3 separate regions of the Mus musculus genome follow, and regions 2 and 3 are each linked to region 1. The links are chromatin contacts, called in public ChIA-PET and promoter capture Hi-C maps. All regions are on one chromosome and are shown on one strand. The core of a region is the stretch at or near the end of the contact, and the rest is flanking DNA. Distances in the headings are between cores, read along the strand shown. Region 1 has its middle 17 kb from the start of N4bp1. Region 2 has its middle 44 kb from the start of Gm51583. Region 3 holds the start of Cnep1r1 (CTD nuclear envelope phosphatase 1 regulatory subunit 1).

Region 1 (3,773 bases), core at 399-2,898:
CTGTTTTATATAGGAAAGAGCTTGGGGAGGGGGAGCCCAGCCCCTGCCCCTGGGCTGGAAAGTTCAGGGTTGGGGGCAGGGTTTGCCAGGAAGGGGCCCGAGGGATGCTAGGAGAACCTGGACCCGTGTAAAGCATACCAAAGTGTGGAGGGGAGGACAAGGGGAGGAGGGGGAAGGATGGAGGGTACTGAGGAGGACTGGGGAGGGGGAGAACAGAGGAAAGGGGACAAGAAAGGAGCCGGGCAAGAAGGGAAATACGAGGAGGGACAGGATGAGAAGAGGAGAGGGGGAAAGGTGGATAAGAAGGAGCAGTTTTGAAATCCGACTGACTTGGTTGGATCAAACACTATTCCCCTGTCTTTAGGAAAGTCAAGTGACATCCCTAAGCTTACACACACACACACACACACGCACACACGCACACACAGGCCCCTTAAGGACCTGCGATGAGCACTGAAGGAATATCCTTGTAAAGGAAAGGCAGACCCTAGACCAGAGAAAGCTCAGTTCAGCGCGCAGCGGCTTCCGGTGGAGCTTGGAAGCGGAGCTGCGGAAGGATGCTGCTAAGCAAGGTGATTCTTCAGGCCAAAGAGGCCCAGGTCCAATGGGTGCCGGTTAAAAATGCAGCCCAGGGCCCACTGTAAGCTAGAGTCTATTCAGTGAGGCCTATGGCTAGCTGGGCCACAGATGTCCTGCTCACAGGTCCACCAAGTCCGCAGTCACAAACACACAGGGAAGTTCTTCAAAAGTGGCCCCTGGGTCAAGGGGAAATCGCTGTTCAGAAGTGACTCTGATGACCTCTTTGCTTGAGGGAGCAAACCTCCAGATTAGATCTGTGGTGGAAGGAGGGGGGAGGGGATGTCTATGTAGACCAAAGGTGTCGAATCCCATGGATCCCTGGGTGCTGGGACTCAAACTCAGTTCCTCTGCAGTTCCTTAGTTACCGAGCCATCTCTCTAGTCCCCTACCTAGGCTAGCAGCTCTCCTCATACCGAGGGGAGCAGAGGGCACTAGCTTGGGTGTGGAGATGCTGGGGGTAAAGAAGGAGATGCTGGTGTGCAACAACTCACCAGATTTTCTCAGGTTTGGCTCAGAAGGTAGGCTTAGATTCTCCACGGATCAGAGCTGCATTGGCGCGATGCGACCAGCAGGTGGCGCCAAGGGCGTAGGCGATTCAAAGCAGAAGCGTTTCCTTCAGTTGCTAGTCAGTAACTGACAAGTTATGAGGTGCAAAAACCTCTGAGATGTTCTCTTTATCCTCTAGCTCCAAGTCTGAGCACCACATTGGCAGGAGGGAAAAAGAGGAAGAGAACTGAAATATCCTCCTTGAGGAAACTATCGGATAAACAGGAGTTTGTGCCTGTACTCTGAGGATTTCTGTAGGTTCAAAACCCCAACCCTAGCAACCTAGCGAGTTCCAGGCCAGCCTGGGCTACAGAAGAAAACCTTGTCTAAAACAAAAAAACAAACAAACAAAACACCCCCCATCCGACCCCACCCCCAAAAGAAACAGAAACGAGGGGCCTGGCTTGGTCTGACCCAACCAAAGACCCAACCAACTACGGGATAGGCAAAGCCAAGCCTTTTATTATGCAAAGGTTTTGTTTGACCAGTGCAGGGTGCAGAACCAACCCTTAAACTAAGTGTGGCTTTTTCAAAGGTTGCACAATTAGCCCAAGAGCTCATATCGCACAAGGTCGAGAATCACCAGCCGCGATGCTTGTTTCCACATTTAAGTCATTTATATCCATCCCTCTTCATGACTCTGGAAATAGCCACATGAACCCTGAACACCTAAGGTGTTCTTAGTCTTGTTGTTTTGTTCTGTTTTTTTTTTTTTAAGTTGAGTATAATTGCAAGGGAAACTGTTTCTTGCCATAATAACTCTTCTCAAAACAGAAAAGAACAAAAACTAAATGCACTGGAGTTACAATTTGTTTCAGTCTGTTTGCCATTGAATTAATTACCTGACATTATCAGTGATGTTGTTTCCACACTGTAGGGCAAAGAGGAGCTTAGCTCTTCCGTAAGAGGAATTTAGGAATTCTAAATAAAAAGAAGGCAGAAGTGATGAGGAGGAAGAGGAGGTGAGGCAGAGAGAGAGAGAGAGAGACATTCTTTCTATCCTATCCATTGCAAAACAAAAGGAATCTTGGTGGTGACCTGGCAGCTCCGAGCTCAGCCTTCCTGCCACATGTGAACGCTTCAGGAAACATCAGTTATTTTTACTAGGAAGCTCAAGGGGAAGGGCGGAGACCCAGCTTCCTGTGAGACTGCCTGACCCTGGTGTCTTAGGCCAAGTATTCTAGCAACTTGAGGAGCCGCGTTCCTTACCACCCCACCCCACCCCAGCTGGTTGATTGCCTCTTCCACAGGCTCCCACCTCTTCCCTTGCTGTAGTGGAGGTGACCTGTGGCAGGAGCAGGAACAAGACAATGGGAAGGGACAAGGAGGTGCTAGTGACCCTTTACTAAACCACCTCGGGAGCCTATGTGCTTGAGGAGCCCTGGCCAATCAAGGTTCGGCCTCGGGAAAGCACACTTCACTCCCATCTTGGTTTCTCAGACAAAGAGGGGTCCAATGAAATTCTGCAGCAAATCCTACTGCAGGCTCCTCACAGCCCCAGACCCGGTACTGCTGCCGGGAGATGCTTCAGAGCTTTACCTCAGCACCTAGTCTCTTTTAACAACAGTTGGGGTTTGTTACCTGTCTCCTATGACCCAGGGATAGAGAAGGACTGTAGAGTCCCTTATCCTACAGGTCACAGGTCTCAGTCCTAAGGAACCAAGGAACCTCTGTCTCCTCAGGTCCACAGGGAAGTCCTGAATAGCACAATATGCCGTGCCTGTTCTTACTGTCACTTCCTAGTTGTGAGGGTTCCAAGTGAGGTACTTCATTGCTATAAGCCTCTATTTCTTTGTCTGTAAGATGGGTACAACCCCACCTTCTAAAAGTTGTTGGGGCCATGTGAGCTCACTCAGATAAAGTTGAAACTGTACAACAGTATTCTGGGTACTAGCATATACTCCAGCCCCTACCCCAGGCAGCTCCTCTTATGCAGAGGTATCTAGGGGAAAAAAAAAACTTGTATGTCTGTGCTCAGGGAACAAATTTTATGCATCTTCTGTTCTAGTTTACTTTCTATTACTGTGATAAAGGCTATGACTAAAAGTAAATTGGGAGGCTGAAGAGATGGCTTAGGGGTTAAGAGCACTGTCTGCTTATTCAGAGGTCCTGAGTTCAATCCCCAGCAACCACATGGTGGCTCACACCATCTATAGTGTGATCTGATGCCTCTTCTGGCATGAGGTGTACATGCAAATAGAATACTCATACATTAAATAAATAAATAAATAAATAAATAAATAAATAAATCTAAAAGCAAATTGGGAAGGAAATTACTTATCTCACCTTAGAACCCTTAAAACCCCAGGTCCTACTCCATCACTGAGAAAAGTCAGGGCAGGAGCTGAAAGCAAACGGACGGTAAGAACTGAAGTGGAGACCATGGAGGTCTGTTTACTACAGCACTCCTTGTGGTTGCTTGACCTGCTTTCTCGGACACCCCAGGACCACCTGCTCAGTGATGCCATGGCCTACATTCCAAAATAAAACAAAACAGCCTCTCTCATGTCAATCACCAATCAAGAAAACAACCCACAGACTTGCCTACAGGCCAAGCTGAAGGAAGCATTGTCTCAGTTGAAGTTCCCTCTTCCCACTGGCCTGAGTTAAGTTGTGTAAACAAACAAACAAACAAACAAACAAAATCG
Region 2 (3,773 bases), core at 595-3,094, 1.3 Mb after region 1:
TAAGCCCCACCATGGTGAGGCAGTAAGGTCTCTGCAAGTGAGTCTAGCCTGGTTTGGGTAGTGAGTGCAAGCAAGCCAGGGCTATAGAACATGATGCTGTCATTTAAAAAAAAAAAATTAGTGGGGAGTGGGAAGCCAAGCCAAGCCAGGAGGCTTGCCAGAAATTTGAAAATAGCCTGGGCTACAAAGTGAGACCTTGTTTCTGAAATAAAACACGAAGGAAAAATTGAATAATGAGCTAACTGCCTCCCTGTCATCACCACCTCCCCACCCCCCAAAAAAGCAAGAAGACTTTCGAAAAGTTCTGAAAACTTTTCTGAGGACAGACTGGCAATAAGGTAAGCAGACTCCCAAACAATATATCAGGGGAGGGATTCCACGAGGAACCATAATTTGGGATCTGTGTTGTCTCTGAATAAAAATGGCCACCCTTTTTCTCACCCTGACCAGACACAGATAATGTGTGGCTTAAAAGAGGCAAGGCTGGGTAATTGGGTAATTAGGCTGCCAGGCCCTTTCAACTCATGCCTGGAGAGAGGGGAGAGGGCCTTCCAAAATAAGAGGGAGTGAGAAGGAACACATGCTAGGACTGCACACCTCTAATCCTGTAACCCCAGCTACTCAGAGGCTGCAGCATCAAGACTGTGAGTGTCAGGCCAGCCTGAGGGATACACTGAGGCACTGTCTCAAAAAACCAAAGTCAGTAAAGAGCTGAGGGGCTCTAGCCAGAAAGGGAGAGCATACATGACCAGTCAGCTACATCCCAACATGATGGTTTATCTGCCTTTTTAAAAGTTACATTTGCTTATTTATTTGCATGTTTATGGACACAGGGAGCCACTGGCTATACCTGGGGAGGTCAAAGGGCACTTCTGGGAGTCAGCTCTTTCCTTTCACTGTGTGTGTCCTGGCTTGGTGGCCACTGCTTTGAGCTACTAAGCCATCTTGCTGGCCTTCATTTTCTTTGAAAGACTTTAATCCTTCTCGTACTTCTACCCAACTTGCTCTGTACAACCTCCTACATTTGAGCTCTGCTCTGGAGAATAGACTGAATAAAAATTACTTTTGACAGGTGTAGTAACACAAGCTTTTAATCTCAGCACTTGGGAGGCAGAGACAGGTGTAGGACCGTCAAAGGCAGCCTGGTTGAGCTAAGGCTAGAAACCCCAGTGACCCTAAAGGAACAGAAGGTGTTTTGTCCAGCTCCCAGGGACACCAGGCTCATGGCATGAAGCCACAGCCCTCCACAGATTTGTGGCCATCAGTCATATAAGGGCAAAGCCCCAAGCCCCTTCACAGGTAGAGGACATGACTTTTGGTCACGTACCCTCAAGACAAATCTCATTTAATGAGGTACCTAAAGGCCTGGAGGGCTTAGCCAATAAACTCTCCTCAGGCACTCCTCCCTGCAAAAGGTACTAACCTCAGGCTCACTCTGAGAAGTGGGGTATGGTATTACTCATCCATTTTCTGCCATGACACTAAATGCCTTAAAACCATGGACTGCCTCTTTTCATGCCTGCTACCAAGACCAAGACCAAGCCAGACCACCGACAAGCCGAGGACTCTCCCGGTGGGACCAGACAGAGCTCCCTTCATTTCCCCTTCCACCCTAGGCTAGATTCAGCCCATGGGCCCCCACTTTGTTCTCAGCCCTTCTGCAGCATCCAGAGGTATCTGAGAGCCTGAGAACCAGAAGACACTGGCTTTCTTACAGGTCCAGGGAACCCCAAGCCAGCTCTAGCTGTCTCCAGCCTCAGACTGCACTCCTCCACCCCCAGAGCAGTGTTCCTGGGGCTACTCTACAGCCCAGCACCTGCCCAGTAACAACATGAGGTAAGTGCGACCAAACTCCCACATCCTGCCTCCCCAACAGCCTGAGTGCTGGGGTGGGGCAGACATAGGACCCACAACCCTACAACTGGTGCTACCAATATGGGACAAACCCAGCTAAAGCGTACTCCCAGCTGGTGACCCACAAAGACGCACATCAGAACTCCAGATTACTTAAGACCATGAGTAACTCCTGACCTAGTAAGAAAGACTAGGCCTTCCTCTGATGTGTGTGTCTCTCTGTGTATCTGTATCTCCCCCACCCCCCCCCCCACCCCCGTGTGTTTCTGGCCAGTTCCCCTATTTTACTCTTAGCTACACTTTCCAAATGTTATTTTGGACTTAACTTGCCCTACTAGGTGGTGACTAGCCTCCACTCTTTGCCCCTCCCCCAGCCCCACAGTAAGGGCTCCTACATAGCTAATGAAGCTGCCTTTCAGATGGCAGCAAATGCCCCGAGCTCTCTGCTTCCTGTCTGCCAGCCAGGCCCATCCCAAGGCTCCCTGTTGTTCTCTACAGGCCAAAAGGTCAGAGCCATACTCTCCCTCTCACACTGGCCAGAGGGCTACTGCCACTATGGCTAGAAACACAGACAGAACCCAACTATGGGTGCTGCCTCTCACTCCCTCTGGCACTAACTTTGCTATGAAGACTCTATTCTTATTCCTTTGAGCTTTTCTTCAAGGTTCACCTTTCTCCTTCTGCTCTGCATTTAGGATATACCATACAAGAAAAAGACAAATGAAAAACACAAGGGGACCTGTCAGCTAGAGCACACAGCCTCAGCATGGCAGAGCAGACCCTTCCCCCTGCACCTAGACCCCACCAAAGACAATTAAAAAATACCTGAAACTCAGAAGTTTTCAGGCTTTGTTTAAATGCTTTTTCTTCATAACAGGAACACCTGAAACAATGTTCATGCTTTTTAAACCAAAATCTTCATGATTCTTAGTTAAATGTTTATTTTCTTACCCTAGCACTTGTGACTTATGTCCAAAAAATTTTCAACTTGCTTAAGATTTCTTTTGCCGGGTGTGGTGGCACACATCTTTAATCCCAGCACTCGGGAGGCAGAGGTAGGCAGATTTATGAGTTCGAGGCCAGCCTGGTCTACAGAGTGAGTTCCAGGACAGAGAAACCCTGTCTCAAAAAAAAAAAAAAAAAAAAAAAAAAAGATTTCTATTAAGGTGCAAAAGTCATCTAATCTATTTCCATAGGTCAAACCAACTATACTGATTACCATTATTTAATCCTTAATTAACAACCAGTTTCCTTTTACAGACAAACTGTTACTGCCTGTCCCAGATGCATAATTAACGTGATATTTTCTTCCTCAGCCATCTAGAACTGACTTAAAGGATCCTTCCAGGACTAAATTCCTCAAACACACTTGCTTTTCTAGAATCATAACAACAGACCATGATGTCTCCCAAACAAATCATTATAGGCTTAAAACACACTACCCAGCAGGAGAACCAGTGGCTGTAGCGACCACAGTGGGAGCAAGCAAATGAGGGAGGAGGGTGGGGGAAGCCAATGAAAGAAAATTAAATTCAAGGTCCATGACTCATGTGACTTGCTAGTTAGGAGGGCTTTTTGGAACAAGGACAAAGAACAAAGGCTGTTGCTGTTAAGTCATTCCAGGAACTGGCTAGCCATAAAGTTAGGAGAGACCTGTAAAGGCATCAGGACTATCTCAGCTGAGTCATAAACACCTGCCCCTCAAAATTGCTGTTACCTTGCTCTGCACGTACAATTTGCTGATGTTTAAACTGTCCAATTGTGTGTAACTGTGCCAATTCCTCCCCTGTCCCCAACTTTTTGTATATAAACCCCTAGCTTCTGAGCCTCGTGGTCGATTCCTCTGTCTCCTATATAAGACATGTGTTGGCCCGGAGCTCCATCATTAAACTAGCTCGTGTGTTTGCATCAAGGCAGTC
Region 3 (3,773 bases), core at 701-3,200, 1.2 Mb before region 1:
TGGAGGTGGGGTTGGAGAGATAGCTCAAAAGTTAAGAGCACTTGTTCTTGCAGAGAACCTGGGTTCAGTCCCCAGCACCCACACAATAGCTTATAATCACTAGCAACTCCTGTTGCAGGATATAAGGTACCCTCTTCTGGACTCTGCAGGCAACAGGCATGCACTTAAAATTAAAAAATATGTATTTTCATAAAAAATAACAATTCAACCATATAAAATAGTCTCTCCTTTTAGGGTAGCCAGTTATAATTTCCTTTTTCTTTAAAAAATTATTTAGTGTGTGTGTGTAGCTGCATGGTATATATAGGCATGCATGTCATAGCACAGCACAAATGTGAAGGTCAGAAGAGAAGTTTGTGGAGTCTGCCCTCTCCTTCCCCTTTAAATGGCTTCTGAAGATGCAACTGAGGGATATAGGCTTGAACGGCATACACCAGAGCTATCTTGCCAGCTCATAATTTTCTTAAGTACTTCTGTGTAATACGTTGTCAACAGCACTAAGTAATACATTTAAAAGTTGTCTAGCCAGGCTTGGTGGCTCACGCCTTTAATCCCAGCACTCAGGAGGCAGAGGCAGAGGCAGGTGGATTTCTGAGTTCGAGGCCAGCCTGGTCTACAGAGCGAGTTCCAGGACAGCCAGGGCTATACAGAGAAACCCTGTCTGGAAAAACAACAACAACAACAACAACAAAAAACAAAAACAAAAACAAAAAAAGTTGTCTAAACTCAGAAATCTTATAGCTTAGTAAAACAAGGATTTACTAGTCAAAAGTTTTAAAGAAAGGGAGTCGTTCCTACTTAGGAATAAAGCTATCAACCACACTTTATTTTCCCTTAGAAAGCATTCAGCAACTTACTTCTCCAACGTCCAGTGGCAGGTTGCAAGCAATGAATATATTCAGTAAGTCTTCTTTCGAAAGCCTTGAGATCTAGGTAAAGAGAATTCAGTTCTCTATCTGCTCTTTCTAGTCCGAAATGAAATTTGATAAAATGAAATTTTAGATCGACAAACTCCAACAGGTCTTGCACATCAAATTACTTGTGTCACGCACCGTTTGCTTATATAATAACAATTTTAAGTACACAACAAAAACATCATTTTTCGTTCATCCCAATTTCTGGAAACCAGTTGGTCTACTTTTAGAAGCTTGAAAACTGGTATGCTGGAAGACCAGCAGCAACTTCAGCCAAGAGTCAAAAGCTAAAACTGGGGGGTGCGGTGGAGGGTGTTTACAAATAAATGGACCAAACTCCAGCTTAATTCTAATTCTGTGGAACCAAGAACTTCCTGTTGAAACATCAAAATCCATGAGGTCTAATTGACTGCAATTATCCGATTCCGGCCCTAGCTCTTATCATTAATTGATGGCTATGTAGTATGGGCTTACTAGACTTCCATACACAGATAACGGGCTGTACAAACATACTCCCTTATCCTCCTAGGAATGGGTCGCCGGTGAACGTCCGGCCAGCAGCAGCGCCTACGCCTTGTGCTGTGGCAGAGCGTACCTCTGAATGAAGTAGGGTGTTATTCCCACAGAGGTGTTTTTTAAAAAATCAAAATAAAACAAAACTTTGAAAGGCCAAGAGTACATCTAAATTCCGGCAATTACAGAAGCCAAGGAAGAAATTAGGGTTACGGTTCGTTAGGTTGTCAAACAGAAAATGAATTCGCACTCTATAACTCGCAAGGGCTCGTCACTGAGACGGGGGGGCCCCCGAGCCCCTGCGGGGGGGGAAGGCGGCACCCCTCGGCGGCCGTGCGCCCCGCGTCCCCGCCACGCCGCCCTCGCGACCTCCTCAGCCTCGGGACGGGACCCGGCGGAAGACACACTCTACCTTCCGCTTGTTCCAGCGAGTTCATGTCGGGCGGCAGCTCCGGTCACCGCCACGGCCCGGTCCTCATCGCAGCCCGCCCTCCCCGCCCCGCCGACAGCGCCAACTCCCACCTCTAACCGCTCCCTTCAGCCCCTCCGTTTGGCACCGCCCATTTTCTAGAAACGTTGAGTTTATTGGGTAGCTCATCCAGACCCCTCAACTAAACTAGTTTTCTATTGGCTAATTTCAGCAAACGCCTTCGGGAACCCAGCGCTAGATGTTCAACTGGAAGGGCCGAGAATAGCGAGCAGCTAGGCTGATATAGCCATGGCGCCGCCTCCTGCCTCGGGGAGGAACTGAATTCTGTCCAAGCATACTTTATTTTTAAGCTTGGTTGCTTTCTTAGTTCTTAAAACAATGATTGAGCGCCCACTAACTTCTGGGCAGTATTTTGGTTGCTAAGGAGAGACCACCAATCTATCCCTGCCCTCAAGGAACTAAAGAGAAACTGAGATATGTTCAGCAGTAAGTACTAGAAGCGCCCCCAAGCAGATTTCCTTGATTTTGATTTCTCTTCTTTAGATATCCAATTCCTTAAGGAAGGATTTCTTTCTTGGTTATTTTCTCCTCATGTCGTCCAATATAGTCATAAAGAATGCACAAAGTGCCGGGCGGTGGTGGCGCATACCTTTAATCCCAGCACTTGGGAGGCAGAGGCAGGTGGATTTCTGAGTTCGAAGCTAGCCTGGTCTACAGAGTGAGTTCCAGGACAGCCAGGGCTAAGAGAAACCCTGTCTCGAAAAACAAACAAACAAAAAAAAAAAAACCAAAAAAACAAAAACAAAAACCAAAAAACAACAACAAAAAACAAAACAAAACAAAAAAAGAATGCACAAAGTATGTCTTTGTAAGTATAACAAAAATATGTACAGGGTTAGCAAAATTAACATTTGATTAAAATGACCTGTTATTTCTGTTTATTTCCTGGTGGTCATTGATTCATTCAAGAGGTATTTATTGCATGACATGCTACGCATTGTATTTGTCCCATATTACATTATATTTATGACCACGGTAGATAAGATTGCATTCCTCACAGTGAAAGGTTTCAGGGAGCAATAAACATAAAAGTAGGCAACTGATTTCAGATAACAGTAGCTCTATGGAAAAAGCAACCAATATTAAAGACAGGAGGAAGGAGGTCCAGAAGTGTTGCAAGGAAGTTTGAGCTGAGAGGCCCAAGAAGACGGAAAGGATCCAGCCACACAGATCAGGGCTGAGAAGGTCTTTGAGCAACACCGCCATGTTCCCAAAATTGATACATTGTGTGTTTTACTAATCAACCTTTGCCCTAACTCACTTATCAGCTCCTGACTCCTTTGTTTTATAGACTCCTCTACCCTAGTAGCACTTTCTAAACTTTCCCATTAAGGAGCCTTCTCTGGTCCAAACCCTTTACATGCATTATCTCATTTAAACTTTTACGATGACTTGTTTGTTTTAGAGATGGAGTTTTTCTCTGTAGATTAAGCTGGTCATGAACTTGCTACAAAGGTCCATTCTGGCTTCAAACTTGCAGTCCTCCTGCTTAAGCCTTTCAAGTATTCAGGTGTGAGTTGCCAAGCCTGACTTAAAGATGTGTGTGTGTGTGTGTGTGTGTGTGTGTGTTATGTTTTTTTCCAAACAAGGTTTCTCTGTATAGCAACCTTGACTGTCCTGGAACTCACTTTGTAGAGTAAGCTAGCCTAGAACTCAGAGACCTACCTGCAGTGCTGGGATTAAAAGCATGGTACCATCATGCCCAGCTTCGAGATGAATTTTTAATGTTATGGATCAAAACCTATGAGTTATAAAATATACTTATTAGATGATGACATCTTGATGTTTTGAGCCAGGGTCAGACATATTCCTGGCTGTTTTGTAACTCTCTATGTTGACCAGGTAGGTTTTGAGTT

Evidence for each region. Promoter capture Hi-C pulls out the DNA fragments that hold promoters and counts their contacts. ChIA-PET counts read pairs in DNA pulled down with a chosen protein or histone mark.
Region 2: an RNA polymerase II ChIA-PET map of memory CD8 T cells shows a contact between it and region 1, with 13 times the contacts expected there. The contact joins two enhancer-like sites. A contact is called at or near these places in 2 of 15 datasets of contacts at CTCF or cohesin (hippocampal excitatory neurons and large pre-B cells), 25 of 484 Hi-C or Micro-C datasets (B cells, the HPC-7 cell line, the N1E-115 cell line and 17 more), 2 of 115 datasets of contacts at active chromatin or transcription factors (astrocytes and memory CD8 T cells) and 1 of 9 other capture datasets (embryonic stem cells).
Region 3: a promoter capture Hi-C map of embryonic stem cells shows a contact between it and region 1, with 2.6 times the contacts expected there. The contact joins the promoter of Cnep1r1 here to the enhancer-like site in region 1. A contact is called at or near these places in 6 of 39 promoter capture datasets (the 3T3-L1 cell line, the C10 cell line, embryonic stem cells and 3 more) and 1 of 115 datasets of contacts at active chromatin or transcription factors (embryonic stem cells).

The regions. Positions count from the first base shown.
Region 1 is chr8:86,900,681-86,904,453 of GRCm38.p6, reverse strand. No RefSeq gene overlaps it. Among named protein-coding and RNA genes, the nearest start is that of N4bp1, 17 kb to the right of the region's middle. Within about 2 kb of position 1,648, at least 44 of the 459 cell types and tissues checked have an H3K27ac peak or open chromatin away from gene starts, as enhancers often do. A contact at or near this core is called in embryonic stem cells, memory CD8 T cells and pre-B cells, where this site is marked.
Region 2 is chr8:85,617,077-85,620,849 of GRCm38.p6, reverse strand. No RefSeq gene overlaps it. Among named protein-coding and RNA genes, the nearest start is that of Gm51583, 44 kb to the right of the region's middle. Within about 2 kb of position 1,844, at least 31 of the 459 cell types and tissues checked have an H3K27ac peak or open chromatin away from gene starts, as enhancers often do. A contact at or near this core is called in memory CD8 T cells, where this site is marked.
Region 3 is chr8:88,116,936-88,120,708 of GRCm38.p6, reverse strand. It overlaps Cnep1r1 (CTD nuclear envelope phosphatase 1 regulatory subunit 1), which reads right to left and starts at 1,950. Exons shown (of 6, transcript NM_029074.3): 1 at 1,840-1,950; 2 at 858-929. The coding sequence starts at 1,864. It overlaps Gm2716 (predicted gene 2716), which reads left to right and starts at 2,102. Exons shown (of 8, transcript NR_151771.1): 1 at 2,102-2,343.